2 separate regions of the Sus scrofa genome follow, and region 1 is linked to region 2. The links are chromatin contacts, called in public promoter capture Hi-C maps. All regions are on one chromosome and are shown on one strand. The core of a region is the stretch at or near the end of the contact, and the rest is flanking DNA. Distances in the headings are between cores, read along the strand shown.

Region 1 (5,709 bases), core at 3,004-5,503, 290 kb after region 2:
AAGGTTTCCTTCAAAGCTTGGCAGAGGAGGGACTCAGATATTTCTAGGACTGAACTTTAGACCTCGAAAGAGAAACAGAAATCTAATATTTCATCACCATGCCACAGGCCAGAACACCTAAGAGATACGTAGGAAGACTGGAGAGACCAGAACACTTGATAACAACTGTCCTGGGCTCTGGGGGAGGAAACAGGCATTCCAACTTCACAGCTGAGAGAATACGGATGACAGCACAGATTCCACAGAGGAACATTAACCATTTAAATGGACATGTCCTTTGGCCTGGCCACTCCTGGGAAGTTGCTGCAGTTGGATGTTAAACTCCATGAAGACAGAGAGGACTGAGCGCTGCTGGAGCCCCATACATGTTCACTATGTAGTTATTTGCTCCTGCAAGGTTCTATCTATTCATTGCATCTTGGTTTGTAAAAGCAGACTAAGAGTGACAACTTAAAAAGCTGCCAGCAAGGGAGTAGTTATAAAATCATCCACCCTTTTGATAAAATCTTATACAAATTTACCAGTGGTTTAAAAGGGGTGGTGAGGGGGGATATACACCCCTCCCCTAGAGCCATTAGACTATCTCTGGAAGGGAACATTATTAGATAGGAGGAATTATTAACAATGAGGGCCCCCAGAGGGGGATGGGGTACAGCCCTATGGAGAGACCTGCGAGGTTTTTACTCCTATGTACTGTTTGATTTTATTTATTTTTTTTACTAAGTACATCAATTACTTTGTCAAAGTTTATTCATATATTCACAATGTGTTTGTATACACAACATATGCACATACATACATATATAAAATGTGTGTATGTGTATATATGTACATCTACATATATATACATATACATACACATACAAACACAAACACGCACACAATTTAAATGACTCCTTTTGAACTTGGACAGAAAACCCCGATGGCTTCAGTTTCCACAGGAGAAGCTGAAGGTGAAAAAACCCTCCAGAACATTCCAGCATCATCTTTGCAGGGGAAGCCAGGAGAGAGGTAAGAAATATTATGCAAGCATTACAGGAAACAGCACATTACTGCTTTTTTGACAACAAAACCTTCTTCCTTGTTGTACACTTGCAAATCACACACCAGAGAACTTGAAAAGTTCCAGAAAAATCTTTATCCCCAGCACCATGCCAGGCTCCAGTTTTGTAGTTATCTCTAAGCAGCTGAAACATTAGCTTTCTCACTGTGAAGAGTGTTTCCTTACTCTCTTGGTTCATCAGCTTCCAGGACCCAAGGAGCTCCCCCTGGTCAGCGAGGGGTCTGCAAGATCTGGCCAGGCAAGTCCCCACCCCTACCCCCACGCGACCCTATCCGCTGGGCCAGTGGCACTTTGGGTGTTGAAGCCCAGTTCCAACAACGCCCCGCCTCCACTAGCTACAGGGCTCTGAGACACATGCTCAGCAAACGACTGGGGCCACCCCTTCCAGCTCAGTCTTTCCGGACCTAGTCAAAGTCATGACTCCTAAGGAACAGCTGCAAGGAGGGTGGGGGGTCCCCTCCCCTGCCAACTCCACAAAGATGAACACAACAGATGGGCAAAAATGGGGTTGGCCCACAGAGAAGGGTCAGCAGCCATGCTCAGGAAGGTGTGGGCAATGCCTCCCCAATTAAATCGCTTTAGATTTGTTGCTGGTAAAAAGGAGATAATTCCGGTTTGTCTGGCTGAAGGGATTATTCTAAGCCCGGAAATCACTTTATAGACCGCCATAAATGAAAAAATATCTGGGTAGGCTTTTCTTGGGGATTGTGTGTGTGGAGGGTGCAGTGATCCTGAGATAGCAAAGCTTGGGTGAATGTTGGAAAACCTGGGGAAATTGGGAAGGACTAGGGAGGGGGCACAAATACACCTGTGTCTGAACGGAAGTAAGGGTGGGTGCACAGACTAGGGATGTGCGAGTGATGAGAGGGCTGCAAGGGGCAGAGGGCAAGTGTGTGCATGTGTTGGGGGAGTACCTGAGGGCAATGACCCAGATTACTTAAGGGAGGGAGCAGTGAGAGGGTCATAGTCCTGGGTATGAGAAAGCTGGTGAGGAGATAGGAACGGGTCTAGATGTGAATGGGGGACGGTAAGTTTGGGGTGACAGGCTCAGGTATGGGTGTGGAGGTACAAGCCCAGGTGTGGTATCGAGGGGGACGGAAAGGAGGGTGGAGACTACCCAGTGGTGTGGGGGTGTCATCAGGGACGGACTGAGACGACATGGGAGGCATTCGTGAGCAGGGGCGAGTGTCGGGTGTGTAAGGGGGAATATGAGTGGGAGCATAGACTCAGATGCGTGAGGGGGTGCAGGCTCAACTGTGCGGGGAGCCTGGGGGCATGGCCCCAAGGGGGTGGGGGATGTCAGCAAGGCGGACAGTCTTAGGTATGTAAGGGGAGATGTCAACGAGAATGGATGTGATGTCAGGTGTGTGGGGGCTGACAGTGAGTCTCACATCCGGCTGGGGGCCCTCAGGGGATACCAGACGCGGGACGTGGAGGTCGGGAGGGTGGGCTTTAACCTCTTCCAGTCCCGGTGATGCTGCTGTCACGCCCCGCCTCGTCTGCCCTCGTTCCAGGCCCATGACAGAACTGTGCATCGCCCTAGGTCGGCCCGAAGGGCGCGGGCCCCCCTACGCCTGCGCCACCCCACGCCCCCCGTGCCCCCTCACCGGCTGGGAAGCGTCGCCGCCGCCGCTGCCGCCGCCACCTCCACCGCCACAGCCCCGCCTCGCGCACTCTCGGCGCGCGCCGCGGGAGGGATCCACGCTGTACTCCGATTGGCTGCCTGCTGGCCAACCATCTCTGAAGACGGCGGATATTGGTGAGCATGAAGCGGACGGGCAGCCCTTGCAGCCAATAACTGGGGGATAGAGGCGGGGCTGTTGGGAGAGGCTGCGGGTCCCGGGGGTGCCCTGCTGGGTGTGAGGAGCTGGGAGGCGAGGGCCTGTAGGCAGGCGAAGATTGGAGCCCTCGGAGAAGATGGGCAGCCCCAAGGACCAATCGCTTGGGAGAAAGGGCGGGGCTCCAAAGAAGCTGGCGCGACTGGCAGCGAGGAACGGAGGGCGTAGCCCGGAGGGCGACGGAGATTGGCTGCGAAGCCAAAGACAGGCAGGGCCGGCGGCCAGTCGCGAGGGCCGTGGGCGGTGCGCCCTGGACCAGACTTTGGAGCAAAGGAGGTGTAGAGTTTGGCCCTGAGCACTGTGGCCCGAGGTGGCCTTGGGAGTCTGGCGTAGGGTCCCCTCAGGCTGTGGCAAAGTCAGGCTCTCTGGCCACCCAGTGCAGAAGCAGGACCTCCAACTTGAGCGGCGAACTTGGCCACTAATAGGAAATACCCACTATTCCCCTGCAAAGGATACGGAGGGGGCAGAGAGTCTCGCTGGAAGTCACTCAGCTGTCCTCCACAGCTCCGGGTAATGGCAAAATGTGGAAATAGGTGGAATCTTACGTGCTTTGTGATCTTCTGGAAATGTTTGACTTCTCCGAGTACAAACTTGCTCCTCACAGGACTGAATGACATCCCTGTCAGGCCACTTCCCTGCTAAATCTTTGGTGAATTAACTGAATCCTAACCAGAATCCCATGAGGTCAAAGCGACTACTGGCTCCATTTTACAGAAACCAGAACACAGAGAGGTCAAATCCTTGCCCATGCTCACACAGCACTTCAGCAGGCCCAAAGTTGCCTGGTTTTTGGAAGTAGGGTAAGGCCGTGCCAAAGGACAGCCATGGGGGACCTGAGTGACACAGGTTTGAATACTTGTCCAGCCACTAGCTGACATTACAACAGATATGGTGTACGAGTCCCTGAGACCTTATGTTCTGAAGTAAAAGACTTTCTTTAGCCTCCCAAACTCAGTCTCAAAAAACTGACTCAAGAGTTAATGATTAGGAAATATTGTTACGGCTAAAAAACTAGTTAAAACAGGAGTTGCTGTTGTGGCTCAGTGGTTAATGAACCTGAGTAGTATCCATGAGGATGGAGCTTCAATCCCTGGCCTTTCTCAGTGGGTTAAGGATCCAGCATTGCTGTGGCTGTGGTGTAGGCCAGTAGCTACAGCTGCGATTTGACCCTAGGCTGAGAACCTCCATATGCTGCAGTGCGGCCATAAAAGACAAAAAGACCAAAAAAAAAAAAAAAAGAAAAACAAAACTAGGAAAACAGTCTCCATTATATTATGTCCTACCTTGACCCACTAACTTATTACTAATGGTTACTTTCTTTTCTTCTTCTTCTTCTTTTTTTTTTTTTTGTCTTTTTTGTCTTTTCTAGGGCCGCTCCCACGGCATATGGAGGGTCCCAGGCTAGGGGTCAAATTGGAGCTGTAGCTGCCGGCCTACACCAGAGCCACAGCAACGCCAGATCTGAGCCATGTCTTCGACCTACACCACAGCTCACGGCAGCAACGGATCCTTAACCCACTGAGCAAGGCCAGGGATTGAACCCGCAACCTCATAGTTCCTAGTCAGATTCATTAGTCACTGAGCCACGACAGAAACTCTAGTTAGAGTTATATTGCACCTGGTGTTTTCTTTTCATCTGAAACACTTCCTTAACACCCCCTTCCTTTTGTGAGCAATCTTCACTTCAGAGAGAAGGTCAAGGTTCAATAACCCCAAAGACCACCAGAGACTGTCACCAGACCACCTGACTCTGGCCTTGATGACTTTGAAATGATCTATGGAGGGAGAGGAACACAGGCACCCAAATCCTTACCAACAGCCCTGTTTTCTCAGGCTAAACCTATAAAACCCCTTGCTATCCCCTCTCAAGGCAGGACACAGTTTTGAGGGTGTTAGCCTACTGTGGCCTCCTCTGCCTCGCAAAGTAATAAAGCTGTTCTTTCTGCTTTGCCCAAAACTCTGTCTCCAAGTCTTAATTTGTGCTGGTGTACAGAGGCCACATTTCGGCTATTCAACCTTAGGCAATGCACTTGTGAACCTCAGTTTCCTCAAGGGACAATGATTCCTACACCTGATCTTTCCTCTCTGGGGCTGCTCCCCTGGGAGAACTTACATTCCAGCCATCACCTTGACCTTCTGGTGAAAGCATTTGACCCTGCACAGATCACATCTGGCCTGTGAGCCCCAGCTTTTCTGTGAGGTGTGGGGTCATGAGATTCTTTGCAGATAGTTAGGGAGACACTTGCAGTCCAGCACCAGGCTGTGTCACTGGCACCTCCCCAAAGCCTACCCTGTTCTCTGACTCACAAAGTGCACCCCTTTAATCTCTGGGGCATAGAGGATTACAAATATTCCCAGATACTGGCTCTTATTTCTTCTAGGTGTGGGCGGGTGTTGGTGGAAATCGAGTTAAGAACAAGAGAATCCTGGGAGGGAGCAAGGCTGAGCTAGACTGTAATAAGTGCTCACAGTTTAGATCTGGACAATCCCCCGGCTAAGTTCTCAATCCATAACTTTGCAAAGGGCCCATCTGAGGATACAATGAGGGCTCACAAGGGGAAGTCACTAGCTTGAGGTTACCATCAGATGCCTGATATTCCCATGATGTTCCCACCTGAGTCTCTGCTCAAATAGCTCCCAACTGTGGTTTGCTTCCCTGCAATTTCCAGGCCCTAGTCTCCATCCTGCCCTCTGGAGAAGAGATGGAAGCTGAGTCTGGTGAACACCTACTGGGTATCATATCCTTGCAGGGCTCAAATATCATCTTATGGAGTTCCTGCTGTGGCACAACAGGGTTGGCAGTGTCTT
Region 2 (6,259 bases), core at 432-2,931:
GAACCCTGAAGTTAGGACTCCAAGGAGAAATGAGGGAAGAGTTTCTCCCTTAGCGAATGGGGAGAGAAACCTCAGGAAAGGGGGAATGTCCTCAGGCAAGTAGGAGGGGAAATGCCTGGGAATGCAGGGGGACCCTTCAGAGAAGTGAAGAAATCCACTGTGTCTTCCATCAGAGAGGAGATATCTTGGAAAAGTGGAGGCATATTTCAGAGAAGTGAAGAGCTGTAGGAATGGAACATTTCGAATTAGGTGGGGAACCTCTGAAGAAGCCAGGGACTCCTCCAAACATCATGGCATCCACAGATTAGAAAGTGATCCCCAGAAAGGAAATGATTTTGGAAAAATGAGGAACATTTCCTCAGACAAATAAGGATCCAATCAGATGTATGGGCCTTGGGTGGGGGGGCTTCAGGAAAATGGAAGTATTTATCAAAAACTAAGGGGTCCCAGAGTTCCCGTGGTGGTGCGGGGGAAAAGAATCTGAAGGTACCATGAGGTTGAAGGTTCGATCCCTGGCCTCACTCAGTTGCTTAAGGATCTGGCATTGCTGTGGCTGTAGTGTAGGCCTGGAGCTGTAGCTCAGATTTGACCCCTAGCCTGGGAACCTCCATATGCCACGGATGCGGCTCTAAAAAGCAAAAAAAAAAGTAAGGGGTCCCATCCAAAGTGAGAACAGTTCAGAAAAGTGGGGAACACCTCCAAGAAGGATTCTGACAGAAGCAGGAACACTTCAGATTAGTTGGGGGACACTTGAGAAAAGGAGGGTGTCACCCAAAGAAGCGGGAACAGAAAAGCCAGGAGAGCATCGCAGAAAGGTAGGGGGCAAGGGGGACCTATGAAAAGTGAGAGACACCACAAAACATCAAGGGCAAAAAAAAACACAGAACAGTGGGACAATATCTCACAGAAGCAGGGATCTCCTCAGAGAGGTGGGGATCCCCCAGAGAATTCAGGGGGAGGGTCCCCTAGAAGCAAAGATGTCTCCTGAGAGAGGTAGGGGTCCGTCAGGGAAGCAGGGGATCGCCTATGACAGGGGGTCCCAGAAAGGCAGGAGGTCACTCGGAGAAAGCAACCCCTCGGACAAGCAGGGGTCCCCTTTAAGAAGCTGGGAGGGGGAGTCTCAGACAGCTCCGGTCCTCAGAGAAGGGGCTCCCCAGCGAAGCAGGAGGTTCCCTCAAAGAGACAGGGGATCCTCAGGGAAGGGAGGATCCTCTCAAGAGGCGGGGTCCCTCAGAGAAGCGGGTCCCCTCAGACAAGGGGGTCCACGCAATGGAAGAGGCCCCCTCGAAGAAGCGGAAGCCCCAGAGAAGCCCCGGGCACCGGAAGCCGGGGACCCGCCAGCAGCGACGCCGGCCCCTCACTCACCGAAGTTGCTCGGCGCCTCTGCGGGCGACTGCTGGGGTCCCGGGGGGCCTCGGGTGGCAGGGTCGGGTCCGGTCGGCTCAGGTCCCGTGCGGCAGCTCCCTCAGGTGGCGCCCGCGGCGGCGACGGCGGCGGCGACAAGACGACGGACGGTCGACCGACGGACTGCGCGGGCGGCGCGGGGCGCGTTCGGGCGGCGGGGGTGCGCGTGCGCGCGCCGGGGCGCTGACCCCGGGCGGGAGGAGCCGCCGCGCCGCGCTCGGAGCCGCCGCTCCGTCTCGCCGCTCAGTCTCACACTGAAATTGCCCGCTTCGCCGCCCGGCTTCCCCGGTTGCTAGGCAGATTTCGTCTCGCACACTTCCGGGTTGAGGCGCGTCTCACCGAGTGGCGGCGCCTCAGGCCAATGAGGTCCGGCTAGGGTTCCCGGGATCCGCGCCCCAGAGAGGGCGTGGCCAGCTTCATGACGGACAGCGCCTTGCGGCCAATGATCGCGCGGGCCGGCTGGCCCTCGGGATCGCGCCGGGGGCCTGGGCGGGCCTGGAGAGGCGGGATGAGATGACCGACATGTGGTCTACCAATGGGAGAGTGGATCCGGACTCAGGTCCAGTCAGGGCGCTGCGGGGGCGGGGCTTTAGCTTCAGGGTCGGAGCACCGCAAGAGGCGGGGTCTAGGGGACGCGTCAATCCGTGGCCAGCTCGCTCGGACACTGGAGGGGGGTTCCGTGGGGATGCCTGGCGGCCAACAACTGACTGGACAGGGGGTTCCCCGCAGTGCTCAGCAGGGGCGCCCCACCCACAATGCACCGGAGGCGGCCTGGGCCGGGCGGGCGTGGGGCGGTTACGGTGGGCGGGGCAGCAGGAGGCGCGCTCCGAGGACACTGGGCGAGCTGTGGCCCTGCCTTGTTCCCGAGGGGTTTCATTGCCTCTGGGTTCTTTTCAGGTTAGAGTCACGGGCTCGACCCTATTCTGAGGAGACTGTTACGGATTCTTGCCCCTAGCCTGCGTTCTGAGGGGAACCTGCAAGAATCTTAGCCCTCGCCCCTTCTGAGAAGAGTTTTAGCGATTCTTGCCCTGCCCATTTTTCTGAGGAGAGTTGCCAGGATAAGAATGATTCTGTACAGTCGGGACCCCAGCTCTCTGTTCTAAGAAAACTTCTCGAGATTAGCGCCCCTGTCCTTTACTGAGGAGAACTTGAGGGACCTCAGGACCCACTGCCTTTGCTGGAGAGTATTTGGGGAACATACCCTGCCTCTTTTGTGAGCCCTAGTGGGGGCCTTCTCCCTCTGTGATCTGAGGGGCGGTGGGGGCCGCATGTCCCTGGCCTTCATTTCTGAAGATACCTTGGGAAATTCCTAACCTGTAAGTCCCTCCTCTGACAAGGAGAAATTTGGGACTTAAAGCACACTTTCTCTCTGCAGAGAGGAATTGCAGGAGACTTGTGGTCCCTCACCCTTTTTACTCAAGAATTGCCAGGCGGTTGCGGTCCCTGCACTTTTTCAAAGCAATATTTGAGTGTTGCAGGAGTTTCTCTTTTCCTAAGAAGTGCAACCGTTTGACCCTTCTGTCCTAGAAGAGTTACCCATTTAGCCCTCTTTTTTTGGGGGGGGATTTTTTCCAAGCAGCTGTCCACTCTTCCCCAAGGGTCAAATCTGTGGCTCTTCCTAATTCTGTCCCCTGTCAGGCTCTTCAGCCCCACTTTCCTTCTCTCCTGGGTGGGGCCCTTCCAAAAAGCATTCTTGCCTGCCACCTATCCCCAGACAAAACGAAGCAGTCACCCAGACTCTGATGTCACATGAACCCATGGCCTACTTCTGTCTTCTCCCAGTTTGTCTGAACTCCTCCCCTGACTTACCCCCCAAAGAACCTAAGTTATGCCCTTTGTAAGCAATCAAATAAATGTCCATTGATTCAAAGGTGAAGAAAGCGGCAATGAGAAAGATCCACAATACTCTAAGGATTCAATATGGCAAAACTTTTATTGCCCCCACTTTCTGCACAGAAGTGTGTAAGATGCTGAGATGTCTGAATTATAGGATGGAACTTTTAAGCCAAGATGAACGCAATGAAGGGAAACAGGCCTATTAGACAAGGCAGACTGTTATACTAAAGAGACACCAGGAATATGTTGTAGGAATGTAGAGGAGGAAGTAATTAAATGAGATAATGGATGTGAAAGTGCTTTGTAAACCTTGAAGCAGGGTACCCATGTAGAAAGGATTATTGTTATTGTTACAAATGGGCTGACATTCCTGGAAGAAAAGTAAAAAGTAAATTCTGAGAGTCAGAGTGATGGGAGGTTGGCAGAGAGCCCTGTGGGGCTTGACTCCCTGAATGAGCTCAGCCTGGACCCAAATGGTAAGGCTGACTGAGTCCTTGGCTAGAGAAGAAAGTCACTGGAAACATAAAGACACCGTGTTCCCAGAGGGCCTTGTTTGCTCTTCTGCTGTAGCACTTACCATATTCTGCAAATGTCTAAGGTGATCTGGGTGGACAATAAATACTTGGACTTTGGTGGTTGGCAGAACTGGGTTCGAACCCACGCCTGCAACTCGCTAGCTAGATTACTTTCCCCAGCTATATCAGAAATGAGAACACCTGTCTCCAAAGGTTGCACTGAGGACTGTGAGCTCCTGGTACTCAGAAGATTTTTGTTTCATTCCTGTCACTAACTAGGATGCTTTCCAAGAGCAAGAATTCAGCCTTATTCATTTAAGTAATCTCTCAGTGCTTTTGTAGTTCTGAATTAAACTAGGATCAAAGAGCAGCTCATTGTCCAACCCCTTCATTTTATATATGAGAAACTGAGAGGCCCAGAGGGTAACCGTGACTTGTTCACATCTCTCTGCTACTTTATGGCTAGATCCTAAACTTGCATTTTCTTAATCTCACTTTTGGCCTCTGTGCAGAAAAAATGAGAAGGAAGGAGACCAGTGCCCTTGAATCTTTGTGCAAAGCATGTAAGGACCCAAAGTTCCCTGAACCTTATCTCTCGCTTAGGCAAGCTGTGAGAACGTTCTGGATACAGCTCTAATAGAGTCCCCAGACTCAAGAGCAAAGAATAAATAGGGGCCCTGACCAGGGTCAAGGCCACCTAAATTAACTTTATCAAAGGGAAATTGCAAATGAAGTCAGCGTATTTCAGAGCTACTCTAGGTGATTTCCAGACTGATCCCTGCAAATGTCAGGACCTATAATTACATCTCACCTTTTCCTTTAAAGAATGCACAGAATTTCTCTGATTATCTGAGAAAAGGCATTGCCTAGAGGCAGAGATGTTGGATCAGGGATGTCCGTGAAGTCCAGTACTAGGCATAAATGAGAGTCCTATTTGGCTGGAAAATTGTACCCTCAAAGAATCAAAGGCAAATCATCATTTATCAGAGAGAGGGAAATGCCCCAGCAAAATGGAAAAATGGATGACTTGAACACAGTTTCTGACATTAAAAAAAAAAAGAAGAAGAAAAGGGCATGACCCATACCATGGGCTTTCCTTTCCACAGTGGTGGCAGCGATTGCATCTCTCTGCATCAAGGCGTGTCCCTTCCTGGGTCTGGGAAATCATGTGGGCAAACTGGCTAAGTGACATTCACATCCAAATAGGGATATGGGAACTGAGCCAGGTAAATGCACAGGCAGCAAGGAAGGCAGGGCCTCAACGGTAGTTAGAAAAATGAGGATCTGGTAGGTGCCAGCCTGCAGAGACATTCTCTTGGTTTTGTGGCCTTGGACAAGGAAGAGTGTTCACTGACAATGAAAAATGACAGCTGGTTAATACCGGTGAAAAGGGTACTAAGCACAAATATGAAAGCCCTCTAGTGTCACTCAATGATTGTGGCAGTTCAGGTACACATAGTGAACTGCCCCTCCATCATCACCTCCTAAGATTTCTGGACTGCCTAATTCATTTGGTTTGCCAAGCACTGTGAGGTTCACATGTATGAATTGCTAATCTGCTGAAACTCGCATCCTTTGGCAGGTCCATTGGAATCAGCATTGGTTCTCCCATGGAAAGGGTGGTGAAAAGCCAGTATCTATTTCCGGAGAGAAATAGAACCACCAAATCAAGAGGTTGGCCTAAGTTGTCCTCTTGCTTCCCCAAGAGAAAGTTATATAGCCCTTGATTTATCCAGGGGTAGGGAGCAGAATATAGCTTTATTGGTAATGGTTGGCCAGAAAATCTAGAATTGAGTCTAAATAGAGTTCAGGAGTCCTTTAAGCCAGATATTTTTTATAGATCGCTAGGTCAAAAACCTGGACTCTAGTAAGAAATCTTACCTAGTTCTTACTGACACAGTTAAGTGGAATTTGTGATAACCCTTTTCTTTTTTTTTTTTTTTTTTTTTTTTTTTTTGCCATTTCTTGGGCCGCTCCCACGGCATATGGAGGTTCCCAGGCTAGGGGTCCAATCAGAGCTGTAGCCACCGGCCTACACCAGAGCCACAGCAACGCAGGATCCGAGCCGGGTCTGCAACCTACACCACAGCTCACGGCAACGCCGGATCGTTAACCCACTGAGCAAGGGCAGGGACTGAACCCGCAACCTCATGGTTCCTAGTCGGATTCGTTAACCACTGCGCCACGACGGGAACTCCATAACCCTTTTCTGAAGCAAGAGTGTTATCTGTCTATACCTACATGTCTACAGCCTAGAAGACTTCTAAGGCAAAACAGTGACCTCCCCAATGAGGAAGGAAAACTTTTCTGAACAGGAAGAGTTCATCTCAGACACAGGTGGCCACTTCGTATGCAGAAAGGAGGAGCCAAATCCAGACTTATTGCTGCCCTGGGAGGAGAATACACCTTGAGATTCTGTTAGATCTGAAGGCCTTTAACATCCCAGACGCGCACTTAAATCTGAGTCTAAAACCCAGGTCAAGGCTTTCGTCCTGCTGCATTTC

The links. Promoter capture Hi-C pulls out the DNA fragments that hold promoters and counts their contacts.
Region 1: a promoter capture Hi-C map of fetal liver shows a contact between it and region 2, with 2.0 times the contacts expected there. The contact joins the promoter of SLC25A42 here to the promoter of GATAD2A in region 2. A contact is called at or near these places in 1 of 5 promoter capture datasets (fetal liver) and 1 of 47 Hi-C or Micro-C datasets (heart right ventricle).

What each region holds. Positions count from the first base shown.
Region 1 is chr2:58,799,103-58,804,811 of Sscrofa11.1, forward strand. SLC25A42 (mitochondrial coenzyme A transporter SLC25A42) reads right to left here and starts at 4,254. Exons shown (of 8, transcript XM_021083444.1): 1 at 2,671-4,254. The coding sequence starts at 2,801. LOC100511007 (a long non-coding RNA gene) reads left to right here and starts at 2,028. Exons shown (of 2, transcript NR_045043.1): 1 at 2,028-2,090; 2 at 2,607-4,139.
Region 2 is chr2:58,515,627-58,521,885 of Sscrofa11.1, forward strand. GATAD2A (transcriptional repressor p66-alpha) reads right to left here and starts at 1,682. Exons shown (of 13, transcript XM_021083423.1): 1 at 1,366-1,682.